Regions from separate parts of the Gossypium hirsutum genome. Here region 1 is linked to region 2. Evidence: chromatin contacts called from public Hi-C data. All regions are on one chromosome and are shown on one strand. Each heading gives the region's core, a stretch centred on a gene start, on an enhancer-like site or on the middle of the called end of the contact. The rest is flanking DNA. Distances are from core to core; before and after follow the strand shown.

Region 1 (3,301 bases), core at 183-2,682, 34 kb after region 2:
TCCTAAATAATGTCAAGATGTTGTAATATAGGATATAATCTCATTACAACTCATTTTTTAAATTATCTTAGATTACGATCATAATCTTATTTGAGTGGTTTTAATAATTGCTCCTATTTGAATCTGATTTCAAACTCAAGGCCAAGTGGATTATAATCAACTAAGAAGTATTTCTTACTTCTTACATAAATATTGCCTTTAACAATGTTATTTAATGATTTTTCTTAAACCTTTTTGTTTTAGTTTTTCTGTTAAAATTTCAGTTTCTCCGACCTTTATTTATGTATTTTGATATATAATAAATATTTTTTATATTTATTTCTCGGTTCATAAAAATTAACTTTCTTTTTAGAAGTTTATAACTGTTCTTCCCAACAATGTCATCATCAATATTCGAATCCAATTTTCTTCTTAATAGTACAATGTGTTCGCCATTGCATCAAACACATAGGGTGTGTTTGGTTTGTTGAATGTTATATTATGACCTGTAATTTTATATTTCAAAATAAGATTACATTGTTTGGATTCTTAACATTCCAGTCATCTCGAAATCTTTTATTCCTAAATAATGTCAAGATGCTATAATATAGAATATAACCTCATTACGGCTATTTTTTAGGTAATATTAGATTATGCTGTATAATCTTAAATTTTGGACCAATTTACATTTTATTTTTGTTATTTCAATCTATTTGGACTTTTTTCTCCAATAAAATTTAAGACTAATTGAAAAAATAATTTCCCTAAAGAGTAAAACTGTAAATGCCACATTTTAAAATTACAATTACTATACTTACTCTAATAAATTATTTTTTTGTATATTAATTATGGTTGATAATTCAATAAATTTTCATGAATTATTAAAATTATTATTTATAAATTTATTTCAACTTTGTATATTTACTTATTAATATATAAATTCTAATAAAAAGTAAGAATTGTAATAAGCTATCATAATTTTATAGAAATTGAGATTAAAAAAAATAAAGGAACTAAACTTATAGATTAAAAAAAAGTAATTTAATAAAATATATTTTTAAGGTAATCTTACATTTAGTCAATCTGAATATGATAATCTAGCTAAATTAACAAAAAAAAAATTTAATATATGACCCTTAATATTACATTTTCGTATTCAGACTACAAAACATAATCTTAGGTTGGATATTATTTATTTTTGTCAGAGGGGAAAATGACGTTTTATTTTAGTACAAAAAAAGAAAAAAGGGAAGATAACACTTTACGACATGGAATTGGATTTTCAGTTTATTTATTTTTGTGGGTAATAAGAACAAAATAAACAGAAAGACAAAAAGGTTGTCCGTGAGTTTTCGGAAACAAGAAAGATGCCGCAACACAAAATCCGTAAGCGGTGAGTGAGTGAGAGAGGTGAGAAGAGCTTTTCCTACTCATCTATTCACTTTTACTGTGCCATCCCAGAGCGAGCTGCGCTCATTTTTCCCTTCCAACTAAACCTATAGCAGAATATGAATGCAAATTATAGAGGTGGGTCAGGCATATTAGTATCAATTAAAGCCAATTACTATATTATCTTTCCTGTTTCTTGTTTAGGGCTATCAATTATCCTCTCTTTTTTTTAAAAAATTAATTTCTTAGCATTTGGATTGCAAAACGGATGATTTCCATTTCAAATCCATTCAATTATGCTTTATGGATGGAAGAAATAGTAAAAAAAGATTGCTTAAATTGATAAATCAACTTTCATATCCAATGATGGCACATCAGCTTAATTATAGAAGCATTTTACTTTAATTTTACTCATACAAATGAAATCCAACATCTTTTTGGAAATTAACCAAAAATATAATAAACTCTCTTCTATTCTTTTTGTGGCTACATGATTTCTCTCTATTTTCTTTATTTCTTAATTTTAATGCCTATATTTAATTACACATTGATGGAATTAAATGTCTTGGACGGATGAGAAAATGTTATTAACATTACAAACATTTACAAAAATATGATAGGCATCATCATCTTTAAAAAAAATATGCTTCTTTAAATATATATATATATATATAACATTTACAAATGATAAAATTAAAACCGAGCCATCAAAACTACAAAGTCTCAAGCCACGCTGAACTTCCTATCAACAACTTTGAAATGTTTAATAATAAATAATACTTTGAACATCATTCTTCACTTTAGATGCAAAAGTTTAAAAAGTGATATATTGATATTCACATTAAAAGATTATATTCATAATGGGAAATCATCATTAAAGAAACTATTTTCTTAAAATATATTTAACAATTAATGAAATTAATAATTTTAAATTGATCGATTAATTCTTAATTCGATTGATATGTGTATTGTTGTCAACGTAGGAGGATGTGGGTTTGAGTATATTAAAGTACATTATATTCTTATTTATAGTTTAGAGAAAGATTATGAATAATTTTAAATATTATATTAAAAAAAGTAAATATGACGAGAAATCGTTAAAGTAAAAGACAAAATAAATGAATAATTTAAAGCAAGGAAATGAAAGAAGCAACATAACAAAATTGCTATCCTTCGGGGCTTTGGTTGGCGAGGGACCCAATATTATGAAATGACAAAACATTATTCATCCATCTCTTCAATAAACTTCCCATAATTTGCTTAGGCCCATAGCTACAATACGATGGCATGAGTTTATAATAATATCAACCGCTAGAATTTTGGTCCTTTATTTTATTTTGCCGAACGTGCCACTAATAAGTAGCCACAGTGTGAGATTCAAGATTTAGATTAAAGCTCTCTTTAGTTGAATCCAACAACCGGCTGTTGTGATTAATATTCTTGTCCTTTCTCCTATATATTACTACATTGTTTAATGTTTAGGGTGGTTTCAGTTTAACAATGAACTCTTTCCTTTTCTCTATCTTGTTTTAATTAGAAGGCAGTGGTCTAGTTGTGTTGTTCGAAGAGCCAGCTTTTGGGCCTAGTCTCAAGGAAATAGGCTTTTCTATTTACAGATAAAAAAAAGTGTAATTAGGCGGACATATAATAATGGGCTCTTGCTTTTGGATTCATGATAGGAACTCGAATGGGGAATTGGGATGGAATTTAAGTTTGGGGATCTTGGATTTCATACAATGAATAATCTAAAAGCAATTCATGTAAAATGCAAATACCATGTTTTGACCGTGAATGAAGTGGATAATCATAGGTTTTAGTCCGGGAATTTTCTTTCGGGACAAATTACACATTAAATTTAATATCATATCATATATAATATGTACGTAGAAATCATGAATTTAGAATATAAAAATATGTTTATAAATAACATAAA
Region 2 (3,383 bases), core at 172-2,671:
AATAACAATTAAGAATTGGAACGCTGTTGAGATATGAAACAGAAATAATTGTCTATATTCGTTATTGTTACCATGAAATCCAGAGAACAAAACTCTCATTTCCGTCTCTATTCGCATTTAATTAATTTTTCTGGTTTAGGTAGTGAATTAGAATTCACTTTGATGAAATGATATTAACATAGCTGTCAGAAATCAAAAGCCTATTTCTCTTTCCTCCTACATTTTCTCAGCCACCAAACAGAACGTAACGTCAGGGGAACAAAAATCTTGCAGATTGAAAACTTTCGAAGCAGGCTGTACTACTAACGAAAAACAGCAAGTAGGAGTTTGCAGTGATTCGGAACTTAAAAAGAAAAGAAGAAGAAGAACAGTGATAGAACAAACAAATGGAGTCAGACATGCGGTACCTTATATAAAAGTATATATCCAATGATTTGGGCTGAAACAGTGAAACAAGTAAGATCGTCAGTTTTTCAAGTGTTGCGATTGAATCAGATGAGAAAAGCATTTTCAAACCAACCAAGTTCATCCATAGCTACATTTCGAATGCAAAAGATTTATTCAAAGAGCTAAAGATCTTAGAACCAAAACGTCATTTTATATCAATTGAACAAGATAGATATCGATAGGTAAGGGAATTTACTCAAGGTATTTAGATAAAGGATTGAAGCTGAGAAAAAGAGAGAGGAGAAGTTTGGAATTGAACTGAGAAATGAACTTAAATTAGCAAATAAAAATAGAAGAGGAACAGAATATAAAAGGCTTGAAATGGAAGAAATCCGAAAACAGGAAACTTCACCGACAAAAAAGATATTCAAAAAAAAATCTCAAAGGAAACATTTTACTCTGCATAAAACCGACAACTGTCTTCCAATCAAAAAACCAAATTACAAAAGCAGAAATTTAAAAAAAAAATTCAAATTTCCATTTACGCAATTCTACTCTGTTTCACCACCAGCATTCATCGTTAAACAGAAAGAATTGAATCAAACAAGTGAAAAAATAAGACAACAAACTTATAACTCGCATTGTTACATAAAATTGAGTTACCTCGAGAAAAATTAGCTTTCTACTATAGGAAGATTGAAAATGCAGAAAGAGTTGTTTTGCAGTTTAAAGATTTTTAAGATCCAAATTAATGTATATATTGTTTTTTTCTATTTTGTTGTTTTGTGTCATTCTAAATGTTGACGTTAGGAGAAAGAGAAAGAAATGATGGCAAATGGAAATGACAATCGATGCAAAGGAGGAGGAGGAGGAGGAGGAGCGCAGGTGCTGCGGTGGTGGAGTTGGGTAAGGTGGAAATGATTCTGGATTTAGGTGTCGCTTTTTGCTGAAGTTTCAAAACTAATCACGTTTTCTTCCCTCAAGATTCAGAAATACTCCGTTATATTATAAATGTCAAAAAAGGAAATTTTGGTGAGATTGAAATTACCGGGATTTTCAAACCCATTTTATGTTAAATTAAATCTAATTATAATTATGATTGTAATTATGATAAATATCTTTTAGATTATGGTTGTGATAATTTGGGACGAAAAAAGTTAAAAAGTGATTAGACCAAGTTACCCATACGGAAAATAAATAATGACAAAGGAGTCTGTATTCTTTTGGTAGAAGCAACAGCTTAGCTGTATGCGATGTTTGGAAAGTAATGTTTTTGTGTTTTTGTGTTTTGTATGTGTTACTATGGACCACCGTCACTACAGCTCATAAGGTTTAATTCAATACGGGTCTGTTACCATGCTCCGCCGCTGCATCTGCTGTCGTGTATCACCATATCTCCCACCTCTAATATTTCGGTTTGTCTGAGCTTGGAACACGTAATTTAATGTTGCTGTTTGATTTGATCATACACAAATTAGCCCATATAACGAATATATTATATAAATAAATTATGGGTGATTGTTTGTCATACACTATGTGAATTATTGTTAGTTTGGCATATAGGCCTGATTAAATGCTAACCCCTAATCTTTGGTAGGGGTACACTATCAATGTGGGTTAACTTTGCCTAGAAATATAGACCCCGTGGTATATGACTCTTTCCTTGGTGACTCCATTTTTCAACTCCAAGCCAACTCCTTTTGTCGACGTCTAATGTCAAGAGGTTTAACTTATTATCGGCTTTATGAATTTCCTGGATGAACACAATTGTTGCGGGCGATTACAACGCACCAATTTAGCTAGTCGATCTAATGAGCTAGAGCCCATGACAAGAGGCTTGTACCGGTGGCGGTTGTGTTTCTCCATCCATTTTCCTCAGGTATGGCTTGACTTTTTTATTTATTTATTTGTATTTATTTGGGTTTAATTTTAATTTAAAGGGAGGTATCCACTTATATTGGTTTGGTTTAAAAGTTAAGTGTATTTATATCTTTTTATAACTTTTTATACAAAAAATATTTTAGCCATTCAACAATTGAATTTATTAATATATTTGTACTTGGTATGCATGTAAATTTTTTAATTAATCAGATATATTTATCGTATCGATCTAAAATATTGTCTATATTAATATATATTTAACAAATAAAAGTTTTTTTTACGTAAAAATAGGTATAGAATTTAAATCTATGTCAAACTTGACATGCATAATCTATGTCAATGGAGCATGAAATATGATAATTAAATTGTTAAAATATTAATGGTATAAAAAAATTACGAAAAAAATATAAAATCACTTAAATTTTACACTAATGTAAATGATTTACTTCCCATTATTTACTTATACTTTTACCTACAAGATAACCACGCTAATGGATAACTAATATAAGAAAATTTACGACTATAATTAAGTTTTATATGTGTCGATACAAGTGTTCAACAATAGAGGAAGTAGGAGAATGTGGTTGTGACAAGGAAGCCGATTCACCTAGATTGGCGGAAAGTTAGAGTAAGAGATTAGGGCAAAGGTAGTTGGAGAGGTAAGGGAGATAGAGTGCTGAGGATAAAGGCTTAAGGTTGCTAGACGAGAAAAAGATCCCTTCTTCATCATTCCTCAAGGTATTTATAGGGGGAAGGCCTCGTGTCTAGTAGTGTCTTGTCACCGACAATACGGATGGTGGCTTGCCTATGTGGTCGGCCAAGTGGCAAGTCGATTGTCATTAAGTGCGGTACTACTCTAACATTCTATTTGTTGAGGTAGTACGAGATTGTCATGCCTCAATGGTCCTCTCTTGATGGTGAGTGCATTCCCACTAAAAAGTGGGGGGTCTTATGGGGATGAGGCGTGCGGGTGGTTGGCCACATTATTGTTACCAGTTAGGCGACGCAAGGCGGAGAGCCATCCACAAATGTCTCTCAAATAGTTTCTCAGGGTGCTATGTGTCTGAGAGGTGTAGAGATATAATAATATATGTTGGATTAGAAAATCAGAACTT

What was found. A called contact is a pair of places that touch in the nucleus more often than the background predicts.
Region 1: a contact with region 2 is called in a Hi-C map of leaf, with 1.9 times the contacts expected there. The contact joins the enhancer-like site here to the promoter of LOC107958238 in region 2. A contact is called at or near these places in 6 of 34 Hi-C or Micro-C datasets (fibers and leaf).

What each region holds. Positions count from the first base shown.
Region 1 is chrA05:18,554,244-18,557,544 of Gossypium_hirsutum_v2.1, forward strand. No RefSeq gene overlaps it. Among protein-coding and RNA genes, the nearest start is that of LOC107957925, 4.8 kb to the right of the region's middle. Within about 2 kb of position 1,433, at least 4 of the 9 cell types and tissues checked have an H3K27ac peak or open chromatin away from gene starts, as enhancers often do. A contact at or near this core is called in leaf, where this site is marked.
Region 2 is chrA05:18,520,532-18,523,914 of Gossypium_hirsutum_v2.1, forward strand. LOC107958238 (filament-like plant protein 4) reads right to left here and starts at 1,422. Exons shown (of 7, transcript XM_041113784.1): 1 at 1,051-1,422; 2 at 408-439.